2 separate regions of the Rattus norvegicus genome follow, and region 2 is linked to region 1. The links are chromatin contacts, called in public Hi-C maps. All regions are on one chromosome and are shown on one strand. Each heading gives the region's core, a stretch centred on a gene start, on an enhancer-like site or on the middle of the called end of the contact. The rest is flanking DNA. Distances are from core to core; before and after follow the strand shown.

Region 1 (6,356 bases), core at 2,080-4,579:
AGAGCAACTCAGTAACGTTTAACAAGAAGGAAATCCTTCCATGATGCAGACGAACCTTGATAACATTATACTCAATGAAATAAGTTACTCCCAGGAAGACACATACTGCCCGCTCCACATCTACAGAGCATCTATGACTGTATAGAATCTGACACTGTTGCTTGGAGTTGGAGGAGGGAAATGAGGAGCTGGTAATTGATGAACATGAAGGTTTAGGTAAGTGAGGTAAGTAATCACCAGAGAGCTCTCTTAGAAGCCTACGCAAAAGTAACGTGCTGTAAAACTTTTTTTTTTATTTTTTTTTAAATATCTTTTTTTTTTTTCCGGAGCTGGGGATCGAACCCAGGGCCTTGCGCTTCCTAGGTAAGCGCTTCTACCACTGAGCTAAATCCCCAGCCCCCACGCGCTGTAAAACTTAAATTTTATATAACATGAATTTTATGTCAAGGGTCAGTTTTATTTTTTGACAATTAAAAAAATAAAAGCAATAAAAGAAAAAATCTAGAAATAAAGAGAGAAAGAAAGAAAGAAAGAAAGAAAGAAAGAAAGAAAGAGTGAGCGAGCAGTGGGCACTACCCTGACAGTGACTCAGTCTAAGGCAACCCTTGCATCTGAGTAGATTCCCCCATCCCCTCAGAAAGCACACGATGGATGGATATACAAGATGTAGAATTGATATTAGGAAAATAACCACAATGTGCGCTAAAGCCTGAAGCTGCTCCCGTTTTCCTTAATGGTGTGAGATGATGCTGGCTTCTTCCAGTGGCATTGCCTTCTTCTGTCACAAAGGTCTCTTTGTGTAGCACTGGCTATCCTGGAAGTCACTCTGTAGACCAGGCTAGCCTTGAACTCACCAAGATCTGCCTCCTCTTCGTCCTCTACTGGGATTAAAGGTGTGTGCTCAAAATGTTCTACAGATGTCATTTATTATCACTTTGTACAGGTACCAATGTAGATTAGCACGGAAAGCATGCCTGGATTTGGAGATCACCAGATGCGTGCGCGGCCTTCTTCCTGTACATGACAGTCGAATCTCTGACCAAATGGCCCAGATGTCCTTGTATCTGCTGTAGCATCCCTAACATTTACAGTGAAGAGTTAGAACAAGACTGGGGTGTCCTCAGAGTGATTCTGTGCTGAAGGCTTGACTGATAACCTGAGGTACGGTTAGCAAGTACTGGAAAGCAGTCTGGCCTCAGGTGTGTGTCCTTGAAGGGCTCTGGGAAAACGTATTCTTCCCTTTGCTTTCCAAAGTTAAGTCCTAACCCTAACCAACTGTGTGAGGTGGGCAGTGTTCCCCTCAGACACCCCTAGCCTTGAGGTACTATCTTGCCACATGCCAGCAGGTCCAAGGGACATCTGCATCTATCAACAAGGGCACCTGAAACTACTGAGATGGCAAACTGCAAATAGAAATTTTTCCTTTTAAGTCGATTCTCTTCAAAACTCTGTCACAGCAATAGAACACTAGCCCATCTTGTCACTTGTTCTGGCTTGGGGGGCATCTGTCATGCCTGTTACTCTAGATTCACAGCAAGGAGTTCATTCTACCTGCACCGCCCTTTCCAGCCCCACCCCACCCCCCAGCTGTGATTCCCAGGATGGATTAGATGAACTGATCAGACATTTTCCAAACTTAAGTCTGATTAGACTTGTGGTGTCTCACAGAACTCAGAAATGCATACAATGTGATTCATGATATTTTTGTTTGTTTGTTTTTTTCTTATAAAGGACAACATTTAAGTGGGCTGGCTCACAGGTTCAGAGGTTCAGTCCAGCACAATCAGGGCGGGAACAAGGAAGCATCCAGGCAGGCATGGTACAGGAGCTGAGAGTTCTACGAATTCATCTGAAGGCTGCTGGTCGAAGACTCGATTTATGACATTCTTATAAATAAATCTCACTAGCCCTCATGAATTTTAAATAGATAGCTGGAGACTTACCACTTGAATGCTATCTTATGTCTTATAATAATTTAATGCTAATGTGTAATAGTTAGCAGTAATAATACTCAATGTTTGCTCTCTTGGGACTACTTAAGAAAATATTTGACAGTATCTATCAAAAGATTTAAAATTAGGGCTGAGGAGGTGGGGTAATGATATACTCCTTGTTTAGTATGTATAAACTCCAGGTCCCATCCTCAGTACTGAAAAGGTCACAAGGTATTTGTATTTTTTTTTTTTTTTTGAGCTGAGGACCGAACCCAGGGTCTTGAGCTTGCTAGGCAAGCGCTCTACCACTGAGCTAAATCCCCAACCCTGTATTTTTCATAGCCATCTGACTCCCAAGAGTTTCCTCAAACCAAGGAGAGAAACAACGGGCCTTCTTTCCCAGTCAGCTTAGAATCACATAAAGAATATACATCTTAGCCGTGCACATGGCTACGACTGGTAAAAACTCCCCAGGGAAATATTATGCAACCATTAGTACTTCTCTTTGTTTGGAACACTTTCCCACCCCCTCTGCCTAGCGTCTCTGCCAGCTCACTCCCACTTAGCCTTCAAAACTCAGGGTACCCACCCCTGCACTTGGATGCCCCTCTTCCCCGACTTACGTAACTCCTGGGCACACCTCAGTCAAGACCTGCTGCATGGTAACCCATTGATTTGGCCTGTCAGTCTCCCTTCTGGATTGCATTCGTTCAGACAGAGGTACAGTGCAACAAGTTCAAAATCAGAGAGGGGGCGGGGAGGGTTGGAGGGAGGGGTGACTAGGAGGAGGGCGATGAGCGGGATGTAAAGTGAATAAGTAAAAATAATAATTAAGAGAATCAGAGAGAGGGCACAGGAAGCAATTATTTCGAATGCGTACAAGTTTGGCTTCAGCTGTCGAAGAGCTGGGTTCACAACACATGCCCACCCCTGTTACAACCCCTTCTGCCCATCGTCCTCCTTCTCTGTGACCTCCTATAGAAAGGGGGAGCTGTGGTTTGGAAGGGGTGTTTTCTGGGGTTAGTGGGTGGAAGATTAGGAAGGGGGACTGGGCGAAATTCCTGCAAAACTCCAGGAACCATTAACTTCCTTTGAAAAACTTTGTTTACTGGAACGTCTAGGACAAAGGATTGAGAAGGGTCCTTGGAATTGTTTTCACTTCCAAGTGACCCAGCTCCCCTCTTTCCTCGCAGAGGGTCTTGTAGATGGAGTCAGCCTGCCTGTGACATGAGCTCCTAAAGGCCACTTTCCTTCCCCATTCCAATTTCAGCTCAGCTCCTATCCATGTCGCACGGCGTTCGCTTCTGCCCGCCCGACTCACGACCAAGAGCTCTGAAGGGAGGATAACCTACAAATCCTCGCGCGGCTGGCCCGCCCCTGCCCGCGCCCGCCCGCTCCCGGCCCCATCACGTTGAGTGCCTAGCGCATCTCGGCTGCGCCCAGGCGGGGAGGCGCGGAGGGTAGCTAAGGGGAGCGGGTCACGTGAGAGGAGGAGCCTGACCTACTTTCAGTGGCAGGAGGCGCATGCGTACAGGGCTCCTGCGCTCCGGGCGGGAGGCTCACGTGGAATCGCACGTGCCCGGGCGTCCGGGACAGGGCTGCACAGCCCTGGAGCAGCACTGCAGGCGGAGCGGGAGCAAATCGCGGGGTGCGCGGGTGCTGCTGTGGTCAACGTGGACCTGAAGTTTGGAGCGTCAGATTCAGCTCTCCAGACTTCAAGGACTTTTAGGAGTTTCAATGGCCCTTGGGAATCTGTAACTCGGAATTTATCCTGGGAATTGAGGCACCCCCCCCCCCTTCCCGTCCTCCCCGCCTAGAAGAAGGATCGTAACGTTGCTGCCAAGGCAAGGGGGTGAAATAACCTAAATGCCCAGGCTCAGTTCATGGAAACGAGGAAGATGGTTGGACCACACTTGGAAAGAGCAGTAACTGTGAAATAGCTCTGTAGACATGCAGGCAGAAAATCCTCAAGATACATTTATGTGCCTTTAATCCCTTTTAGGGAGTAGGCGGGCAGCAGTTCTACACAGTAGCACAACACAGACTGGCCTCAAAATAGCCGCAATTCTCCTGCCTCAACTTCCAGAGTGCTCAGATAGAGACCACCACTCCCCACTCCATTATGTGACCGTTTTTTCATTATGCGTCTTAAAAAAAACCCAACAACTGTAAACAGTGTATAAAATGTTAGCACTTGTGTGAAAGATTACACCCACACGAACCCCTAAACATCCCTCCACAAACTCACTAATTCTAGAAAGGCAGAGAAAAGATTTGGGAGCCTGAGGACAGAGGCTTAATAACTTGACCGTAGCTGGAGTAACTTAAATTTTGTACCTTATAGGACTACTTTGGTTTTAGCGTTTAAAGAACCAGGACAATTTAACCCTGTATTGGGTGTGCAGTTGGGGGTTTTATGTATACCATTTCCTTCTCATTTACAATATCTGCTGCACTACCAGCTCCACTCAGCTCCGGTCTGAATGTCTGACGCATTCTGATAATCTGCACCGGGAGTTTTGAGCTCCTGAGTTAAACCACCCAGGTGTCTCAACATCTTTAAGAGCCTCCCAAGTCTGGCCTACTTTGGCCTATCAGGAAAGGGGTATTACTCAGGGATTCCCAGAGATAGATATTTGCATAATAAAGCTGTTTTACATCTGCTATTAGCTTTCACTCTCCCTATGACTGTGCCGAGTTGTTAGTAAAGACGTTATTAGTTACGTAGTGACTCTGTCTATACTGACTGGGATTGGCTGCAAAGAACAGAAAATAAACCAAGCCAGACCTCTGATGAGGAAGCTTAGAACTAAAACACATAGTAACACAGCCATCCTGGCTAGTTTGAGTTACCAGCAAGACAGTGCAGAGTATTTAGAGTCCTTGCCACCCATCGGCCAGAGCTTTCTGTGGCTCCAGTCATAGCATATTTCCGGAAATGTTTCTTTCCAGAGGCATCAAGCTAAGGTCAATGTGCACACCTGACCCCTCGGGAAGATGCATGAGTACGAATTGTGGTGATTCGTTTGGATTAATGTCCTGGCCCCTGAACTTTGGGAGATGGAGAGAAAACAGACCAGAGAGAGGAGAGGTGGGCAGACGGATGCTGAGTCCGTCGCACCACTATGATATTCCAGGCAAGGTGGGATGAACTGAAGGACAACGTCTGTCCTCCTGCACATTGGCAGCCAGCGTGTTCGCAGTCGCCCCTGAGCTGTACGCTTCTCCAGTGTAGCATAAGAACAGAACTCCTCTGCTACTGAAAACACCACCAGAGAGATGAGAAATCGGTGTTGCTGACTTGACAGAATTCTATAAAAGGAAGTCTGCAGACACCACGGTGGAGATGTGGTTTCTTTATCTACCCAGACAGCAAGCAGTCAGTGCCTACTGTATGTAGAAGGACAAACGCTTCTGGAAAATAAAAGACTGGGACAAAACAAAGAGACAAACAAGAAGCCCAAAAGACATCCATGACCAAGTCCCTGAACTTGGAGAGGATATAGTGAAGTAGACAGTGCTTGGCAAATATTAAAGGAGTATAGACAGGACTGTAGAAGCTAATGTGGTGTGGCAGGTGTTTAGAGCACGGGCAGAGACTGGTTGAAGAAGACAGCCAGTGGGAGAGAGAGGGTCCTGAAGGATTGCTCTGATCAAACAAACGTGAGAGAGAAGAGCTGTGTATATGGCGGGACACTGTGAGCACAAGAGCCACACTAGATTCTCAGAATTAAGAGGTGGGAGTTGATGACATGGGGAGATTGTGTTAGAGGTGATGAGAGAAAGGTGAGGATCCAGGACACCCAGATTGTACTCCCCTGTGGAGGTAGATACATTGTAAGCACTTCAAGAACTGGCTTCCTTTCTGTCTGCTCATGCAGTTACACCACGGAATAGGCACCAGCTCTCACATGCTCACACATCATCACCAAGAACATCTGTCCCTCTCATTCACTAAGGTTCTGGTCCAAGTCCTAGCCTACCCCAAAGAGGATGAAACAGGCCCCACTACCACTTGGTTACCTTTTGGGGAAAGAGAGGGAAGACCCAAGAATGTTTGCTGCGCACTATGCCATATCAGCACACACACAGCATGACCACAGACATCAGGTCCTCACCGAAGTATAAGCAGACATTTAAGCATTTCACAACTATCAACTTAAGTCCAAGGTATACTTGGAGCAGGATGAGCAGCAAGGGGAAGGAAGCTGCTAAGGACAAAATGGAATTGGTACTTATCTGGAGGTCAAGGAGGGTGGTTACACAGACGTCCTATGCTGCTATCTTTGTCTTGTGGACCACAAAGAGCAGTGGCAGTAACCTGAAAAGGTCTCGAAGCACCTCCAAGATTATACTACACTGAGGGCATCCCAAGAGTGACCAGATGGCTAGAGACTCCACCCCTTTTCTCTGTATGTTTTT
Region 2 (6,356 bases), core at 1,333-3,832, 220 kb after region 1:
TCAAAATGGCTGCTCCTCAGATATTCACTTCCAATCAATAAATAAAAGCAGTCATGATTGCAACCTTATTACTGATATATTTATATAGGTGCTTTGAATAATGGAGAAAAAAATGACTGGAAGGGGGAAACAGTTGAAGAAAATAAATGGTTGGCTTTAAGCACATTAACATTAGCATAAGATTTAAAAAAGTTTACAAGTATATTGTCTACATGTGTGTGCCATGTATGTGCATGTGTGTGCCATGTATGTGCAGTGCCTGAAGAAGCTAGAATCACGCTCCCAGGAACGGAAGTCAGAGACAGTTCTGAGTCCCTAGGTATGTGCTGGAAGGGAAGCCGGGACCTCTGCAAGAACAGCAAATGCCCTAGACACCTGAGCCCCCTCTCCAGCCCCTCACATGTGATGCGAAGCTACGCTGACAGGAAACTAAAACATGAGAGATCTCATTCTCAAAATTTTGACAATCTGGTGTATGAATCAAGGTACATGCAGTGGGAAAGGGTGATCCTGACCTAACAAGATGGAAGAAAAAATTGTAGTCTGAATTTTGTAACTTCTGAGACAATGTACTAGAGTGATGTCCTAGACGGTGACTAGAGCCCTTGGCACTGCAACTGAGTGGCTCTGTGGCCGCTACGCAGTTACTTCCTCAATGCTGTCACCTCCACTGACACGGAGCTAGAGATGCCCTTCACTTCTTCCACCCTTGCCCTGTTCATTCCCACCGTGTGACTAACATCATGTTCTTCCTCCAGTGCGAATCAAATCAGACCAGATCTCTCCCGTGTTCCTAACACTAAGCTGCCCTTAGACGTGGCTTAAATGGCTCTGCAGTATGGGGTGTCTGGGCCTGCTGTGACCCTGTTTCCTTCCACTGTTAGCTCTGCTCATTATGCAAGGTTCGCAAGCTGTTTCTTGTTGCTGTTTGGTTTGGTTATTCTTTAATCCTCTCCAACTTATTTCTACCTCTGGTCTTGCACTCAACGTGAGACTGCTGCCTCGCGGGGTAGCTCTTTTTTCACAGTTCGAGAGTGGGCTGAAATGTCACCTCCAGGAAGACCTTATTTTACCTCCGACAGAGACAGAACGTCCGGATCCCTCCCCATTGTCACTCTCAACTAGTTCATGCCCTCAGCTATTTCCATAGCAGACACTGTTCCTTGAAATTTCTTTATTTACATTTACTTTCTGAGTCCTTCAGTAGAGACCGCAATCGATAACAAAAGTGATTGTACCTGACTTAATTTGGGATGGTCTGCAGCAAAGTAAAAAGATGTATGGTTCTGTAAGAGTTAAGGAGTAGGTGCTGACTGACTGCTCTTCAGGCCTTTGGTTCTAATCCACAGAGTGGGGATAATTAGACCTACCCCGGCCATCAGAAAAAAAGCTCTTGCTTCACGGAGGTGGAAAGGTAGGCACAAGAGAGCTATTGGCTTCTTATAGCTTCTGGAAGGAGGAAAGTCAGTTTTCCTTAACGGTGTGATCCATCACATAGATTGCACTCATAGACCAGCACACATCCATGAGTTAGTTCGCCTTCAGACTGGACTCACTGGGGTGGGGGGAGGGTAGATCTGGGAGGAGCCTGGAGTGGGGGGTGAATATGACCCAAATACAAAGTAAAATACCCTCAAAGAATTAATTCGAAAGAATTTTTTTTTGAAAAAGAAACGATCTAACTGTATAAAATTCTTACCATGCTTCAAGGAATGGGACAATAACATTATAGTCATGAACCACTGTGATTTCCACTCACACAATAAAGCCATCAGGTTATGGAGAAGTCATGATAAAATAAAATTTATGCAGGGACAAGATTTCAGTAAATTCATTAAGGCTTAACTTCCGAGTCTGCTCTTAGTGCTATTTAATAGTGGCACTTGTTTGTGGAGCATTGGAGAACTGAAGAAAGTTATATATAGCGTATTTCCCCAGGAGTCTCTGCCTGCAAGATGCACATCCTTATTCCTTCAGATTTAAAGGCCCTGATGTCCTGGCCCCTCTATTCTGAACAAACTTAATTTTTCCGGCGGCGGCTCTCTGACTTGATGTTTTTGCTGGGTAAAGAGCAGGGAGGCTATCCGCGCAGTAGAAGACATCTGCCCTTGGGGCTGAGAAGACGCACAAGTGGAGAGTGTTGGAGAGAAATGCGGTTCTCACAGTAAAGTGTTCCTGAAAGAGGCAAGTTTGCCCGAGCTCGGTCAGAGGCAGTAAGCGAGGGGGTTTAGTGAACCCCAAGTGGAAGCCCCGCGGCAGAGCTGCCGCTGGGGGCCGCTAGGTCAAGACAAAGACTGGCGGAGTTTGGGAAGATGAGAGTACACTCTCCGGTGAGGAGTTTGCACGCCGAAGGCCCAAATGCATTTTCCTCAAAGTAAATTAAAGAAGCATCATCAGGAAACAAAGTGCGAGGCACAGTCGCCTAGCAAAAAAACGCGAACTTACCCTCTTCGGGCCACCCGGCCTCCGTAGCGCGACTGCTACCTGTGGAATCTGGTAGTCAAGGCAGCAGCGGAGCTCAAGCCGGAGACCGCGAGACTCCGGAAGTGTCGCGAGATCTCGCCTAGCGGCCCTGACAGGCGGGCGTTCTTTCCGGGGGGTTATGGGAGGGCTCTGGTGTCCGGGATGGAGGTTCATCACTTTGTGTGGCCGGGGCTGGAGCCAGCCCCGGTGGTCGGGCCGGACGGTGGTGAACGCAGAGCGGGCTCTTAGGCCGGGATGGAATGGGGTCGGAGGCGCGGAGCAGGGACTGAGACGCCTCGGGACATGGAAGCGCCCGAGCGGGGCCCGGGGTCCCGTCGCGCAGCCGCCACGGCGGCCGAAGAGCAGCAACCCTTTCCAGCGGGCGCAGGAAGACGAGTGGCGGCGGCGGAACAAGACGGTGCTCACGTACGTGGCCGCGGCCGCCGTGGGCATGCTGGGGGCCTCGTACGCCGCGGTGCCCCTCTATCGGCTCTACTGCCAGGTAGGGAGGGACGAGGCGCGGCACGGATCCCACCTGAGCCATCACTCTGTCCCAGAGGCCGAGGTTACCCACCCGTGGTCGCCTCGGTTCCAGACCGGGAAGGACGTACCCAAGGTCACTAAAGAAAACTGCATGGGGAAGCAGGTTCCGGTAATGAGGGAGCTGGTGCCACCCCTCAAAGTGCAATCAGTACAGCCATTCTGTGAAGCCCAGGGATGGGGTACTGCAGACACTTTGTGAGTAGAGGTTAGAGAGGCTGTCACATACCTGAAGGTTCACAGGACACCCCAAATAACTGTCCAACCTAAGGTGCCAGGAATACAGCAGTACTGAGACCGACAGAAATGGAATCGACACTCCTGAGTGTATGTTCACAAGCTTCCGTCAGGTTAGGTTAGCGTCAGGCTAGGCTAGATTAGCGATGGGTTAAAAAGAAAAAAGAAAAAGAATGCCTAAAAAGTTCCACGTTAAACGCTGGTATGTCCAAAAGAGTGCCCTGTTACTTGTATTACACTGTTACACCGAGCAAGAAATAAAGGAGGGACATATAAGAAGCCATAGAATGGTCCCATTTTATGAGCAGATTAAAATGTAACCCAGGGAAACTATGACTGACTCAGGCCTGAGCTCAGGACATCATTTTTCTGTTTTCTACCTGTTTTGTCTAGTTTTAAACACCAAACTTGAGAAACTTCACTAATATGTCCCTAGAATATGTAAGGAATTATTTTGTTTTGTTTTGTTTTTTTTTTCTTTTTTTTTTCCGGAGCTGGGGACCGAACCCAGGGCCTTGTGCTTGCTAGGCAAGCGCTCTACCGCTGAGCTAAATACCCAACCCTATAAGGAATTGTTATTGGAGGAGGACAAACCTAAGTTGCTTTTTATTCAGCCGATTTAAATTGATGAAAAAAAAATAGTTCATCTTAAAACTCACTCTCCACAGAATCCTATCCTTACCTGTTTAAAAAAAAGGTCAAGCACTTGCCCTATGATTTATCTTTTAGGATTAAAGTGTAATTTGACAATGTTGAGAGAAGTTGAAAAAGCTAAGTAACATGTTTAAGAAGCAAAAGAAAGATAGTAAACTATTAATATGGTAGTTTTTTAGGGTCTTCCTTTAGCCTCAGATATGACCCTTTGTTTTTCTAGTGTAGGACAGGTAAATTATCTGGTAACCTCAGGCAGCAATAAGGCTGGAAGTAGCGCCACCTCCATATCCAATGAAGAAGTAATGGCAATGAGGAAACATCAGACACAAATTACTCTTGCTACTTTATGGTGGTTGGCTGAGTAGCCAGAAGAGAAAGTCAGGTACTCATCAACTTGTGTTGAACCATAAATAAGCTGTGTGTATGCAGAGAATTACGGTTGAGAGGCAGCAAAACATTAATCCTCCAATGTAGGAAAACATTTATGATGCCCTAGGAAAGCACAATATAAAAATAACGTTATGAACTGATTGGAACTATAAAACCCATGGCACGGTAAAGTATAAACAGGAACATGGAAAAGTTAGATATCTCTCTGTTTATGTTGAAATGACTAGGTTTGGATAAACTTTTTTTTTAAGTGGATAATAATTTAAAATATACTAGCAGTAAAGGGAAATGTGTTTAATGAAAGTTACACTTGGAAATTGTTGCTATCCTCTCAGAGACAGTTTGTCTTCAAAATCTGCTTTTTAAAATGACTCACTGCTGAAAACGTAGGAATCGTTTTAACAAATTCAGAGAGCCATTGATGCAGTTACAGGAGTGGTTGGGGTGGCATACAGTTTGGCTGCAAGTAGTACATTCAGTCGTTTAAAATTTTGCTTTTATCGAGTAAATCAGTGAAGATCTAAAACCTGCTGCTTACCATTGCCAGTGTCTTGTTCTAGACTACTGGACTTGGAGGATCAGCAGTGGCTGGGCATGCCTCAGACCAGATTGAAAACATGGTGCCTGTTAAGGACCGGATCATTAAGGTCACCTTCAATGCTGACGTTCACGCCAGTCTCCAGTGGAACTTCAGACCTCAGCAAACAGAGATCTATGTGAGTGACAATTACACCTGCCTAAGTGCATTTCAAAATGCTAGGACACCCCATGAATAATTACACTCAATAATTGTGGAATATAATTCATGAAATGTAATTATTGAATTATTAGTGTTTTGGAAATGTCTACTTCCCTTTGAATGTAACAATTTAGAGATTTTTGTGACAGACTCTCAATGTGTAGCCCAACCTGCCCTAAAACTCATGGTCCTACCTTACTCGCTATTTTTCTTGATTTTTCCCTGCATTAACCTTTGTTTCAACCAAGTTTTATTCAGTCAGTTATATTCTGATTGTAAATTTATTGTAATTAGATTTAAGGTCAGTTTAACATTAATATCTCCTTAAAATATTCAACTGTGGCATTAAGATCTATGTGAATTAGAGATATAGAGGTTTCTACTGTGTATGGTGCTGGGTATATTTTAACTTTTAATAACTTGTAACAATGCCGTGTGTTTATAATCGTGATTAGAAGCTGCTTGAATTCTTTAGTCATTAATGTTGAGTTTAAAGTAGTACCTGGTCATGTTATATAGCTTTCTGACTTACTCTGGAAGAGATGATAATAAGAAAAATGTGGAGAATCACTGGTAATAATAAAAATAATAAAAATAATTTACTGCTTTATCATAAGTATTTGTGTTCCTTAAAAAAAAAAGATATAATTTTAGGGGAAGGAGAAAGTACTGAGGTCTGAACCAAGGGTCTTTTATGTGCTAGGCAAGCAGTCCACCCCTGAACTAAGTATCCCCACTACCAAAAATATTTAAAGATGTGAGGTAATTATTTCAATAGTAACAGAAGTAACTATATACAATATATATATATATATATATAACTATATACAATATATATATATTGTATCCAAATGCTTGGAAATTTTTACTAATTGCAGTCCTGGGAGGATTTGAAGTAAGATTTGCATGTTAATGGAGATGACTCAGAAACGCCTTAATTTCAAACATTATTATTAACAAACCCTTAAATCCTAGTGCTTGTCCAATTTAGTAAACATCACCTAATCTTCATTAAGGATTTTGTAGGTTATAGTTTTGGATAATGGTTCAAATTGCATGGGAGTAACAGGGTGATGGTGAATTGGTACTGGCGACAGGATATGCGATGGTGGCCATGGTTGCAGCTGTTTGTTTTTAATTTTTCAAACTATTAACTGCTTCACAGATTTTGTTCAGTTGGTTTTACTCTGGTTGTATATTCAAGGCACTCAGAGTTAAGGTAAGTTTAACATTGGCATCCTTTAAAAGATTCGGCCATCATGACATTCTGGTTTAACTACTAGAAAGTAGTTGGGCTGTGGTTTGCTTGGCTTGTCTTTCGATACATTGTAAC

The links. A called contact is a pair of places that touch in the nucleus more often than the background predicts.
Region 2: a Hi-C map of psoas muscle shows a contact between it and region 1, with 1.8 times the contacts expected there. The contact joins the promoter of Cox11 here to the enhancer-like site in region 1. A contact is called at or near these places in 3 of 12 Hi-C or Micro-C datasets (frontal cortex, mammary epithelial cells and psoas muscle).

The regions. Positions count from the first base shown.
Region 1 is chr10:75,730,477-75,736,832 of GRCr8, forward strand. No RefSeq gene overlaps it. Among named protein-coding and RNA genes, the nearest start is that of Hlf, 25 kb to the left of the region's middle. Within about 2 kb of position 3,330, at least 76 of the 93 cell types and tissues checked have an H3K27ac peak or open chromatin away from gene starts, as enhancers often do.
Region 2 is chr10:75,953,243-75,959,598 of GRCr8, forward strand. It overlaps Cox11 (cytochrome c oxidase copper chaperone COX11), which reads left to right and starts at 2,583. Exons shown (of 4, transcript NM_001109575.1): 1 at 2,583-2,965; 2 at 4,845-5,000. The coding sequence starts at 2,603. It overlaps Stxbp4 (syntaxin binding protein 4), which reads right to left and starts at 2,495. Exons shown (of 18, transcript NM_001415095.1): 1 at 2,446-2,495.